2 separate regions of the Mus musculus genome follow, and region 2 is linked to region 1. Evidence: chromatin contacts called from public promoter capture Hi-C data. All regions are on one chromosome and are shown on one strand. Each heading gives the region's core, a stretch centred on a gene start, on an enhancer-like site or on the middle of the called end of the contact. The rest is flanking DNA. Distances are from core to core; before and after follow the strand shown.

The links. Promoter capture Hi-C pulls out the DNA fragments that hold promoters and counts their contacts.
Region 2: a promoter capture Hi-C map of hippocampal neurons shows a contact between it and region 1, with 4 times the contacts expected there. The contact joins the promoter of Abca12 here to the enhancer-like site in region 1. A contact is called at or near these places in 8 of 39 promoter capture datasets (3T3-L1-derived adipocytes, the C10 cell line, the HPC-7 cell line and 5 more) and 1 of 9 other capture datasets (liver).

The regions. Positions count from the first base shown.
Region 1 is chr1:70,102,212-70,107,928 of GRCm38.p6, forward strand. The region is part of intron 11 of Spag16 (sperm associated antigen 16); the gene reads left to right. Among named protein-coding and RNA genes, the nearest start is that of Gm23879, 150 kb to the left of the region's middle. Within about 2 kb of position 2,595, at least 1 of the 459 cell types and tissues checked has an H3K27ac peak or open chromatin away from gene starts, as enhancers often do.
Region 2 is chr1:71,411,858-71,417,574 of GRCm38.p6, forward strand. It overlaps Abca12 (ATP-binding cassette, sub-family A (ABC1), member 12), which reads right to left and starts at 3,053. Exons shown (of 53, transcript NM_175210.3): 1 at 2,657-3,053. The coding sequence starts at 2,725.

The sequences.
Region 1 (5,717 bases), core at 1,345-3,844:
GGATATTGTTTTGTATAATTCTGCTTACTGTGTAGTAAAGTGATTTTATCTGTAGATCTGAGGAACAATGTTATTTGAGAAAACTTTCCTAGTGAAGCGCCTGGTAGAAGCCCTCTCCTGTCTCTCACCATCTTTGTCCACCCACCTTGGTTAGGGAAGCTCTGCATGGGCTTGGTGCTCTGCCATTATGGCCCTGATAGCCCTCCCACTAGGAACTATTTCTACCCCATGTTTCTTCCTACTTTCCTACGATCTTTGTCTAAAAGCATGCTATGCCTTCTTTTACAAACCTATTTATGACTTTCTTTCTCCTAGTAGGTTACCCTTTGTAGTAAGGAATGAGTGGAGACAGTTGACTTTCAAATAGATTTCTAAGGAGAGAGGTCCTGGATGTGTGATCAGGCTGAAAACGGATTATTTTCACTTTTATCCAGGATGGCCTACTTCTGGGGCTTTGTCTTTTGATAGATTTATTCTCACTCAATGGCTTTTTTTCTTCTTAGGATCTTCAAAAGTCATCACCCTTGTCTCTTCCAAGCAGGTCCCTGTTGTCTCTTTAAGTGACTCAACCCACAAAATACATCTTGCCTGGTTTAATTCAAGAAGGACAAATGGGACCTATCTCTAGTCTATACTCTCTAAAAAAAAATATGTAAAAGCCCAAATGGGAGGCAGAAAGGAGCAAATGGTCCTCCAATTCAGGATGCCCTACCCCATCATGGGAGGGCCTTTGTGTGCTGAGTGTGCACTACTTTCATTCCAGTAAATCTGACTGTGTTATTGTCTGCAAACTTCGCACCTTGTAATTCTTTACCCAATGAAGAAATAGAGCACAGAATCACTAATGGCTACTGTGGTGGGTGATATGATGTGTTCTCTCTGTTCCTTTTGGCCTGTGAGCCCGTGGCAGGCAGACTGGAATTTTCTGAGACAACCCTCAGAGGAATACATCACTACTCGACCTTTAACCGCTCTCCTTAGAGTTCCTGAGCCTCCATGGTGTAGAAAAATTAGAAGCTTATTTTCCATATCCCATTTCTTAAAGGATCTCCATGAACCTATCTCCTTTTAGGGTCTGCCTTGGTATAATCTAGACCATGAGCTAGAACAGACATCAGCAGTGTCTACCCCGAGCAATGAAAGTCACCCCCAAATACGTTCAAATGAAGCAAGGAAAACCTGAAAGTCTGAAAGCTCAATTACTTGTTTCTATATATTGCCTCCATCCACTCTATAGTGAATAGTCGGGTCATAGGAGACATGTTGACTTGAGAGTGAAGGATGCACCAGACTTGAAAAATTGCCATTGTCTACCTGAAAAGCTTCAGTTAACTGCTGCCTTCAATCTCACGGGATTACTGAGTCCAGTTTTTAGGTATAGTCAGCTGTATTTATTTTTAATCCACTCCCTCATTTGTTAACCATTCCCATACACTTTCAGCAGCAAGACCTGAATACTTTTCATGTCTTGCTATGGAGAAAAAGAGGAAAGATGAAGCCCCAGGAATGGCATCCCCAATCTTAACATTTTCAGTCGGCAGAACAAGTCTGAGAAGAACCGAACTATGTGAGTGACGACAAAGAGTGTTAATTAAGGAGCAGGTGTTTTATCACCCATGTCTACTTGAAAAAAAAATGTAGCACAGATGTAGAAAGCTTAACTACATCTATAGTTTGTATAACAGAATTCTATATTCATTGGATTCCATCTGCTGTAATAACCTCAAACCACACTTAGTGCCAGCCAATTAGCACCTTGATTAAGCTATGGACCACCTGCAGCTTCCATGCTGGAACAAATTCACTAACTTTAACATAAGTACTTTGTGAAGCCGGGATTGAAGCAGCAGAGCAAAGGGGAGACAAGATGCACTCATTAGTTTTGTCATGCTTGTGCACGCTCTCCTAATTACAAAGGTATCAATAGTTTCATCTCTTCTTTGCCCTTCATTTTTCTTTTTTCTTTTCCTCAGACATGGGATGTGGCTGAAGTGTTTCCAGACTCTTAGACCCAGAAACTACATAAAAACAAACAAATCAAAGCAACAGCAACACACACACACACACACACACACACACACACACACACACACACACACACTTATTATATTTTGTTCTGTCAGGTCAAATTTGAAAGATCCCAAAGAAATACTCCAATTTGCTTAGCTCAGAGCATCTGCAGATTCAGAATGGGATTAGAGGTCCTGTCTCAATCAATTGATACCATTGATATTTAGTTCCTACATTTTATAGCTATGATGATAGAATATGTTGGGCAAGCTTTTGCACCATGCTCTCTGGGGAGATATGTACAAATACTTGTTTTCCCTACATAGTAGAACAAAGACAAACCAAAGAAACACTTTCACTGAAGTTTACTCTCATGAACTAGTAAATCTACCGGAGTTACTTACAGAGCACCATGAGTGTGACTTACAGAAGGAAGCAGGTGTGTCCAAAAAGTCACCAGAAGTCTCCCAGCAACAATGGATGGCAACTCAAAAGCCGCATCCCTGGAGCTCTGTGCACAGCGTGCAGGCAGTTCGGCCAGTCAGGCAGAGTTCCTTCCCACGAGTAGATCTTGTGGATCTTGAAAATCTCAAGAACTTCGAGTCTTATAAATTTCATTTACTTCCTGGTTCTTGAATGCTTTACTTGGTCCTTGAATGTTCCGAGCCTCCCTCCCCCTACCAGGACGTAATGTTTCAATTTGAAGGGAACAATTGTGCAAGACAGATTCATAAGCTCAGTCAGAAGTCTAGTGACCAAGATATATTCAGGTTGAAGGCAGAAAAATCTTAATGGAACAAAGTAAGAAAATTGACACGTATATGTATTGTTAGCCATAGGATGTGAATCCTCTGCTTCCATTTATGAATGGGGTGAGGGGGGGGGGGCGGGAAGAACTTTTCTTTGTCTACAGTGACTTTTCTCTCATCAGAGAAAGCTATCAGTTTAAACTCTGTGTGTGTGTGTGTGTGTGTGTGTGTGTGTGTGTGTACTTGTGCATGTGTGTCCTTCCTTCATTCCCTCAGTGCCTCTACCCATGTCTCCAGGAACCAAGCCACATAAGGACATAGCATTGGGCCCTTGTTGTCATCACCTAGACAGGAAGTGGTGAAAGAAGGCCTCTTGAGGACATAACAGCAAGGATACACATGTGCTGGCCCTCTGCTCCCTCTGCAGCATTGGCTGCAGCACTAATGGATTGTTTCTCACCTCAGCACTGCCACACATGCTCCTTGTTTCAAGGAGAATTCAGGACATATGGTAAGTAGAGAAATAGCAGCAAACACTAGGGTAAAAATGGGTTTCATTTATAACATTTCCTTTTAGATACCCAGTGCACAACCACAAGAGATTAATCAGCTAGCCAGGAGCTGACAAGAGCTTGCATCCTCAGTAGAAGGGCCTCAGGGCTATGAGGAGTAAGTGTTGTCATTCTGTACAAATCCTTTCATCAAAAGGCAGAAGTGCTTGGATTTTATTATATTCTCTCCAAGGCCAGAAGGATGGTTTCAGCTTAAATTATTAGGTACTTTGTAAAACTAAATTTAGAAATAATTTACTCACCTTGAAATGAGACTTGGAATAGTGTAGAAAGATCAATAAATAGCCCCTGAAATGCAATGGAGAACATGGATCTGTAAAAGTGATCTTCACAGATGCTATTTTGGGAGCTGATTAGATATTCTATATGAAGTTCGTTGTCTTCTCATTTATGCTAGAACTTGAATTGCTGGAGCACAGGTAGAAGATGGATATAAAGTAGGAATAGGAAATGAAAGGGGAACCTGTGAGCAAGTGGAAAGGGACAGGGGGCATTGGACCCCAACATATCTCCTTGAGCCTGACTGAGAATGCCCTAGGAGAGAAGTTGATGCTGTGCTCTGATAACTAAGACCACCACTGGGAGTATTGCTTCTGCACTTAGAGTAATTTACTTGGGAATCCTTTCTAACACTTCCTATTGCCCATATCTTCATTTTGTCTCTTCTACTAGGTAGTGATGGTGGTTGCAGTTCACATTCTTCTAACAGCTATTGATATATTCCTGTTCTCTATTAAGGTCACTTGTCTGCTTTGGCATTGTGTTTTGTTGTTTTACTTCTGAGTCTCTAGATGTCTCTATGTCACATATATGGTTTAGAAATTCACTGAAGTTCTTCTAATTTACAGATAGCCTTTGTTTCCAGTATGTGTACAACAAAAGATGTAACAGCAATTGAAGAAGCATTTCTTTCTTTTTTTCATTTATTAGATATTTTCTTTATATACATTTCAAATAGTTTGCTTTCATGGATCATGATTTTGGTGGTGCGTCCAGGAAGTGATGGCCAAGCTCTTGGTTGTGAAGCTTATTTTCTTATTCTTCTAGGAGTCTTACTATTTTTGTCTTTTACATGTAACTCTGTTGTCTATATGCTTTCTTTTCTTAACTCCTGCTCTAGGCCCAGGCCCTGTGTCTGCTGTCTAGCTGGTCATAGCCTGCTACCGTATTTCACAAGAGATACAGTGCCATTGCATGGTCAGGACCAGTAAGGTTAACATTTAGAGATCAATAAGAGTAATCAATAACCACTCTCCATTTCTGGATAGTTTTATGTAAATGAACTACTTATTATAAAGAACTCTTGCACAAGACTTGCTTTACACTGCCATTGTTTATAAGTATTGACATAAATAGGCATCTTTATCATTGATAGACAATGATAGATTAAGCTATATCTTCTGTTGTCTCCAGGCAAGGGTCGAACATCAGGTAGTCGGAGGACAAATGGCTTCTTTGAAACAGTCTTATAACCATAATAATGTTCCACAGAGCTCTAAGACCCAATCACATCTCCGTTCTCCCTTGATACAACTATATGAACTACTTAAAACTACAGTTTAACTCATATGAAGTTTTACTTTTTTTATCCTAAGTATATAGACCAATACTATATATTTTTGATCAATTAAACCCTTAACCAAATACTTGGTCTGCTATGAATCTATATTTTTTTAGTAAAATCTACACTTTTATTATTTGACAATTCAATAATATGTGTATATTGAAGCTTTATCTGCCCTTCCCCTTCTCTTCCTACTGTCTGAAACCTTCTTCTTCCTGGAAAGATGCATCCTACTCTGATGTTTTCCTGTTTTTCACTCTATGACTTTAATGCACTCATTTACTGCCTGTAGTCTGTCAGTGAAGGGCGAAGCCTAATGAGCCCCTCTCCCTTGTATGATGAAATGGTGATGGATCCAGTCTTGTGCCAGTCTCGTGAGGTAAGCACAGATGTAGTGTGTTAGAGGAAAGACAGATTCCTAGCACTCATCCCCAACTTCTCCCTCTTATTTTCTTTCTGACTCTTTGATGACTTTCCCTGATCTTATGATAGGAAAATGCAGATATCCTTTAACAGACAAGCCCCCCACAGGAAATTATTTGCTGTACTTTCACCACTTTTAAGTCTTCGCTTCTGATTAAATTCTGACATATAAATCACATCTTTTACATATTATTTTAATTTTTCTACATTTTATGTATTTAATATGTGATATGCCATAGGTAGTATGTAATTTGTAGTGTAATATATATTATATATTATAAATGTCATTCAACTGTAAAGTTTATTTTTCATAGAGTAATTGAGGCATGTTTGATTATCAAGACACTGTTAATCTTAAATTTGCCTTAAATTTAATGCTATTCATTTTAAAAGGTATCA
Region 2 (5,717 bases), core at 1,803-4,302, 1.3 Mb after region 1:
TTTGAATAAATAGAAACTATCTATGGCCTACATGGTAGATATGACCTCTTCTTTAGTGAGCTGAACTCTGAGCAAAGATCAGAGAGAATAAGATAAATAAAAGGAAGAAACAAAGAAATCGTGGCACAGATAACAGATACATCACTGGGGAAATCTGACTTTGATCCTTGAAGCCATGGTGTGACCTTGGATAAGTCCTTGAACTCTCTGGAATTCTGTAAAACTGCCAATTTTCTAACCCTAAATGTTTCAAAATTCTCATCTTTGGTTTTCTAAGTAAGAGTGAAATTCGTTTCGGATGTAGTTTTAAGAGAGGTTGTCCCTGCAAAGTGTATCCCAGGTGAATTCTTAGGTTATATCTTATGTTCTTTCTCGAATCACATAGCTGTCTGTAAGTCTTGTGACATTTCCCATCCTACTATATGCATTTGTATTTTCTCCACAGTGCCCAGTCTACTTTAATATTTTTTGTCTTTCCTTTTCTTTCTTTTTTTTTTAAGATTTATTTATTTATTTATTTTATGAGTAGACTGTCATTCTTTTCAGACACCCCGGAAGAGGGCATCAGAGTCCGTTACAGATGTTGTGAGCCACCATGTGATTGCTGGGAATTGAACTCAGTCAGGACCTCTGGAAGAGCAGTCCGTGTTCTTAACCACTGAGCCATCCCTCCAGCCCCTCATCTTTCCTTTCTTTCTTGTGCCATTGTTTCCATTCTCCTCCTTTATAATTTTTCCTTCCCACGGTCTCGCTTTGATACAAAGCTTCTTTTTAAACTTAGGGACGGTTGACATAGTGGCAATATTGGTGTTTTCCTTGCCATTCGATAAGGACAGTTCATTTCCAGTATCACACACTTTCATTTGAGTTTTCTTAAGTTTGAAAGTCTGTCTTTGAAATACCATTTTCAGAATTAATGTACAGATAAAGATACTGGCATTTTAAAAGCCTAATTAGGGAGGAGAATATTCACTTGAAATCTTGGCATGTGTTTTGGAGAACTTGGGATTAAATGATTAAAATTTTAGAAACTGCAAGGAAGCGAACAAACTGAGAACTGATTTTATTAACAATATACCAGTTTTCGCTTCTTTTTCGTTTTTTGTTTCTGATTTTTGAATATATAGCTTTAAATAAATATCTGCTTCTCTTCTATTCTCTGTTTGCATGGACTTCCATTCATCATTAATTTGGATAAAATAAGATGTCCATATTACTCAAATCCCTCCACAATTTATACTCATTAGAAAGCAGCTGGGAATCTAGGTCCGTACTTGCCACGTCTTAGGATGGATCTGACAGACCTTGTGCCCATTTTGTAAGTGGAAAAACCAGAGCTCAAGCGGTGATGCTGTATCATCCTGGGAGGAGCTCTGACTCATGCTTGGGATATCCACATACCCACAACTGCGCTGCCCTGGTGAAGGATATCCAGAATCACCCACGTGGGAAGTATGGGGGGAATTTCTTTCTCTGTGCCGTTTTTTACAGTTAACACACAAACAAACAAAAAAGTCAACGATTTCATCATTTTATGTTTAGCAGACCCGTTCGATCACGTGACGCTTCATGACCTAAAGCTCTGCCTATCAGATTCCCTAAAGTAAGTAACCACCTAGCTAATTCTTCCTTTTAATACCTACATTAGAATGGTGTGGTTTCAGGCTCTGCAAGCCAGTGCAGAGTGAGATAAGGAACCTGGATCAAATGCTGGGTTTTATGATGCAACTGATTTGCATATCTGCATTACCCAACTGAGGCAAGAGTGACTGCTCTAAAGAGAAGAGGATTCAATAAGGTTCGGGGTTCTCCTAGTTCTCATACGCTCTTCTGAACACATAGGTCACAGAAACATGTTCCTGCCCCAGCTCTCTGGACTCTGTCCTGTGGAGTTCTGAATAGCTTGGCTTTGTAATTTAAAAAAACAAGCATTAATGTGAGAGCACCAAAGTCATGTGAAAAAACAGCAGAGTCAGTGGTAGTCTTAAAAACAGTAATATACATGTAATATAGATGTACATATAGGTCATATATATGTCATACACACAACACACACAGTCTCATTTCCAGTAAATGATTTTTAGATACTTGAATTCCTTTTGAACGTTTTCCATTCTAGCAACCTTCACCCTACTATCTTTTCATCCAAGTCGTTATCACTTTTCGCTTTCTGGAACATCCCTTCCCATCTCCAATGCATTCTAATGTTACTTTCATTCATCCCATTAGAAATCCACCTCATTTCTAATGACATTAGGAAAAATTCTAGAAGCACTCGGCTTACACCCAAACTTCCACACCAGTACCAGTTCCTCCAGTAACAAGGTACATCCTTGGCTTTGCTCAGGGACTGTCCCAATTTACTCTTTTAATTTACTCAAATCAAAAGGCTGCTTTGGGGACATGTCTTAACTCGCCCCATTAGCTGAAAGACGGATGGAGACAAGAATTCTAAGTATCTTATTTCTCCTTTGGAAAAAAATGCCTTTAAACTCTTCTCTGTCTAGTTCTCATTAACATCACATTTTAGGATTTATTGCTTCGTATTCCTGCCCCTGCCTGCGTCCCTCCCCCCTCCCCCCCCCCCACCACCACCACCCCCCCCCACCCCCCCGCACTCCCACCTTAGACAAAACAAAACAAAGAAACTCCTCACCGGCTGCCTTTTGACACCTAGCCAATTTTTCCACACCAGGATCCGAAGCTGATGAAACTGGGAAGCCATCCTTCAGACACCCTGAAGACAAACAAAATGTTCCTGTCTCTTCCTCCAGTCCTCAAGAGAAGTGGTGTCCCGTCTAATATGCTGTATGCCAGTGCGTTGGGAGCCTTTTCACGGCATAGCTTCGTAGGGCCTGGGGTAAGAAGCCCACAGTTCTTCTCTTCCCAATGGATTTGTTTTTCCGGTCAGTAAATCCTTAACTCTTCTCAACCAAAAAGTCTTCAGGAATGAGGAGCCAGCTCAGTGCCTTTCAGTGGCTTGTGCTTATTGTAAAATACTGCCTCTTGTGCGAAGTCCACACTCCAGAGAGAATGAGTATCATTCAGATAATGCCCCACTGTAAAACAAACAAAAGGTGAACCCACACCTCCTACTCTCCAGAAATTACCTGCCTATCCACACCTTAGAGAACGTGTCACCTGCACTAGACGCGTCATAGGAATTAGGCGGGACCCTGGAAGGGCCAGTAGGACTTGTCCTGCATCCCTTTGCTTTCCTCCCTACACATAGTCCCTGCTGTGGCAGGCGCTGGGTACTGAGGATTTTACAGGTTCCCTAGGCCAGAGAGTGACTCCTGGAGTGTTTTAAACATTTTAATGGGATGTACTAAATCAGATGCAAAGCGGTAATCTCAGCCCATGGTTAGATGATAGACTACGAAAGCTCCAAACTTTAGCTTAGAAATGTAATGTTCTGATTTGGGGAACGTGATTAGGCCAGTTGAGCTCTGTCTCCTATCACAGTTCACTACGTTAAGCACGGTGCCTATGTTTAATGGTCAGCTGAAGGTAACAAAATGAAATGCTGTGGGTAGTTCTGGCTTAAAGGGGACACAAATTGACCCAGAATGTTTCTGCTAATCTCTCTGCCTAGGGTATTCTCTGTCCCATCTAGGTCTGTACCTCTCAGAGTTGTCTCCACAGTGACATCTTCTACAAAGGTCTTTTAAATGACCTCATCAGATGTATCTATCCCTCTTTATAGTCCATTACAATTCTTTGCTACTATCTCTCTCTAATAATTTATAATTTTGTCTTATTGTTATTGTGAATGTCTCAATTAGTTTAAAAATTCTATGCGAACACGAATGATTGTATATCACACTGCTGTGTGTATGACCAGTGCTTAAGAATCACCACTGGATAAAAAAGATAGACCACGTAAGCCAATCAAATTCATCTTTGATTCTTACTTCTTGACCTGATTGATCGAGACTCTACTTGACAAATCAGTTACAGCATTGTTTGAGTTCTTCCTACAAGTCAGAAGTAAATGTTGGCTCAGTTGCCTGGTCTCCATGCCAACTCTGGGAGCTTGGTGTCAGCCAGCCTGGGGCAGACTGGATCCATGATAGAGCATGCCCATTACCTCAGCTTTAGCTCACCTTACTGTGAAGTCTCCAAACCCAATCCACCAGGCCAAGAGTTCTGAGTATGGAGAATGTGTGCCTTATGAGTTTTTGTTTCTAGACAAGGTTACAAAGTATTCTCTGGATGACAGAAAGCCCTCTAAAATAGTTGTGCCCTTTCAGCTTGGTGGGGAGAGGTACAGAGATAAGATTTATCTAACTATCACAGTTTCTAAAAATGACTACAGACTCTGTTTTCCTGAAATCTTAAACTGCTGTCACAATTCACAAGTGTGTGATAGTTCACAAACAAACAGAGCTTAATTGGGAAGGCAAAGTAGGGTTGGGATGTGATTCTAAGCATTGAGGGACATTGCTGGCATGGTGGCTTTACTAAGTCAGGTAACCTCAGGTCAAAAAGACTTGAATCGCCAAGTGACTGATGCAGGGAGGTGAGAGGTGAGCTGAAGATGTACCATGTGGCTTCCAAGAAGCTATTTGTCTGTTTCACAGTATCATCCCAGAATTGTGCTGTCTGGTGGCCTCTCAGGCTGCCCTTTTGCCTGGAAACCTCCATCTACCACCCCTGACTGTCCAATGAAGACAGCGCATTTCATTACAACTGAGGACTTCCTTGGGAGATGTCCTTCTTCAGCATAGTTTCCTAGCTATACAGAAGATGCTCAACATGCATTGGATAGCCCTTTGCATGGGAAGGGGCGTTGTAATTTGTCCAAATATCACACATGTTTCCTTGGAGGATGGGCAATCTTCTACAAAATATAATTTACAGTAATTTAATTAAGTTGAAATACATTAATAATAAAGATTTCTTTAAATGTGTAAATTCCTTTTAAAAGGAGATTTTCAAAGATGAATTTTTAAAAGTCTCACATTAAAAAACATAAATCTTGGAAGGTATAGCTTACATAAATTAAGGATGCTATAATTTACACAGACAAAAATTCAAAGTGATTACTAGGACAAACAAAAAGACAGAGGAGGAAGAATGTTCAGGGAGGTTAGAGACAGATATCTTACTGGGGAAGTGCAGCATTGTACCAAAGTCCTGATTATAGGTTAAGGTGCTGCTGACAGATAGATTAAGATTTTCCTCAAGGGAAGGAAAGCTGATTGTTTATCAAAAAATAATCTGCACCCAAATACACAGCTGCTAAAAACACTTTTACTCAAAAGGGGAAAATTGCAGAGCAAACAAACAGAGGCAAAGTTCAAGTAATACAGCATAAGGAAAATGAAAAACATCCTTGCTTACACGGGCATCTGTAATTCCAGCGTTCCACTGTGAGTTCAAAGCCAACCTGGGCCCCATGTCAGGTTCCAGGACAGTTAACACTACAGAGTAAGAAGCTGTCTCAAAAAAAAACAAAAACAAAAACAAAAACAAAAACAAACAAACAAACAAACAAAAAAACAGCAAACCCTTGTTAACCAGTCAAGCCCTGAAAACATTCCCTTAGGATTCTCCTGAAGAGTTAGTGCCACTCTGGTTTGATCACATGCCTTGTGTCAGCCATACCAGTGCTTAATGCAGAGGTCAGCAAACGCAAGTTGTCCTCAAGAACAATTTCCATCATAGAACCATTCTATCTACCTCACCTTCAGCAGTATGTGTCTTTATGTGCT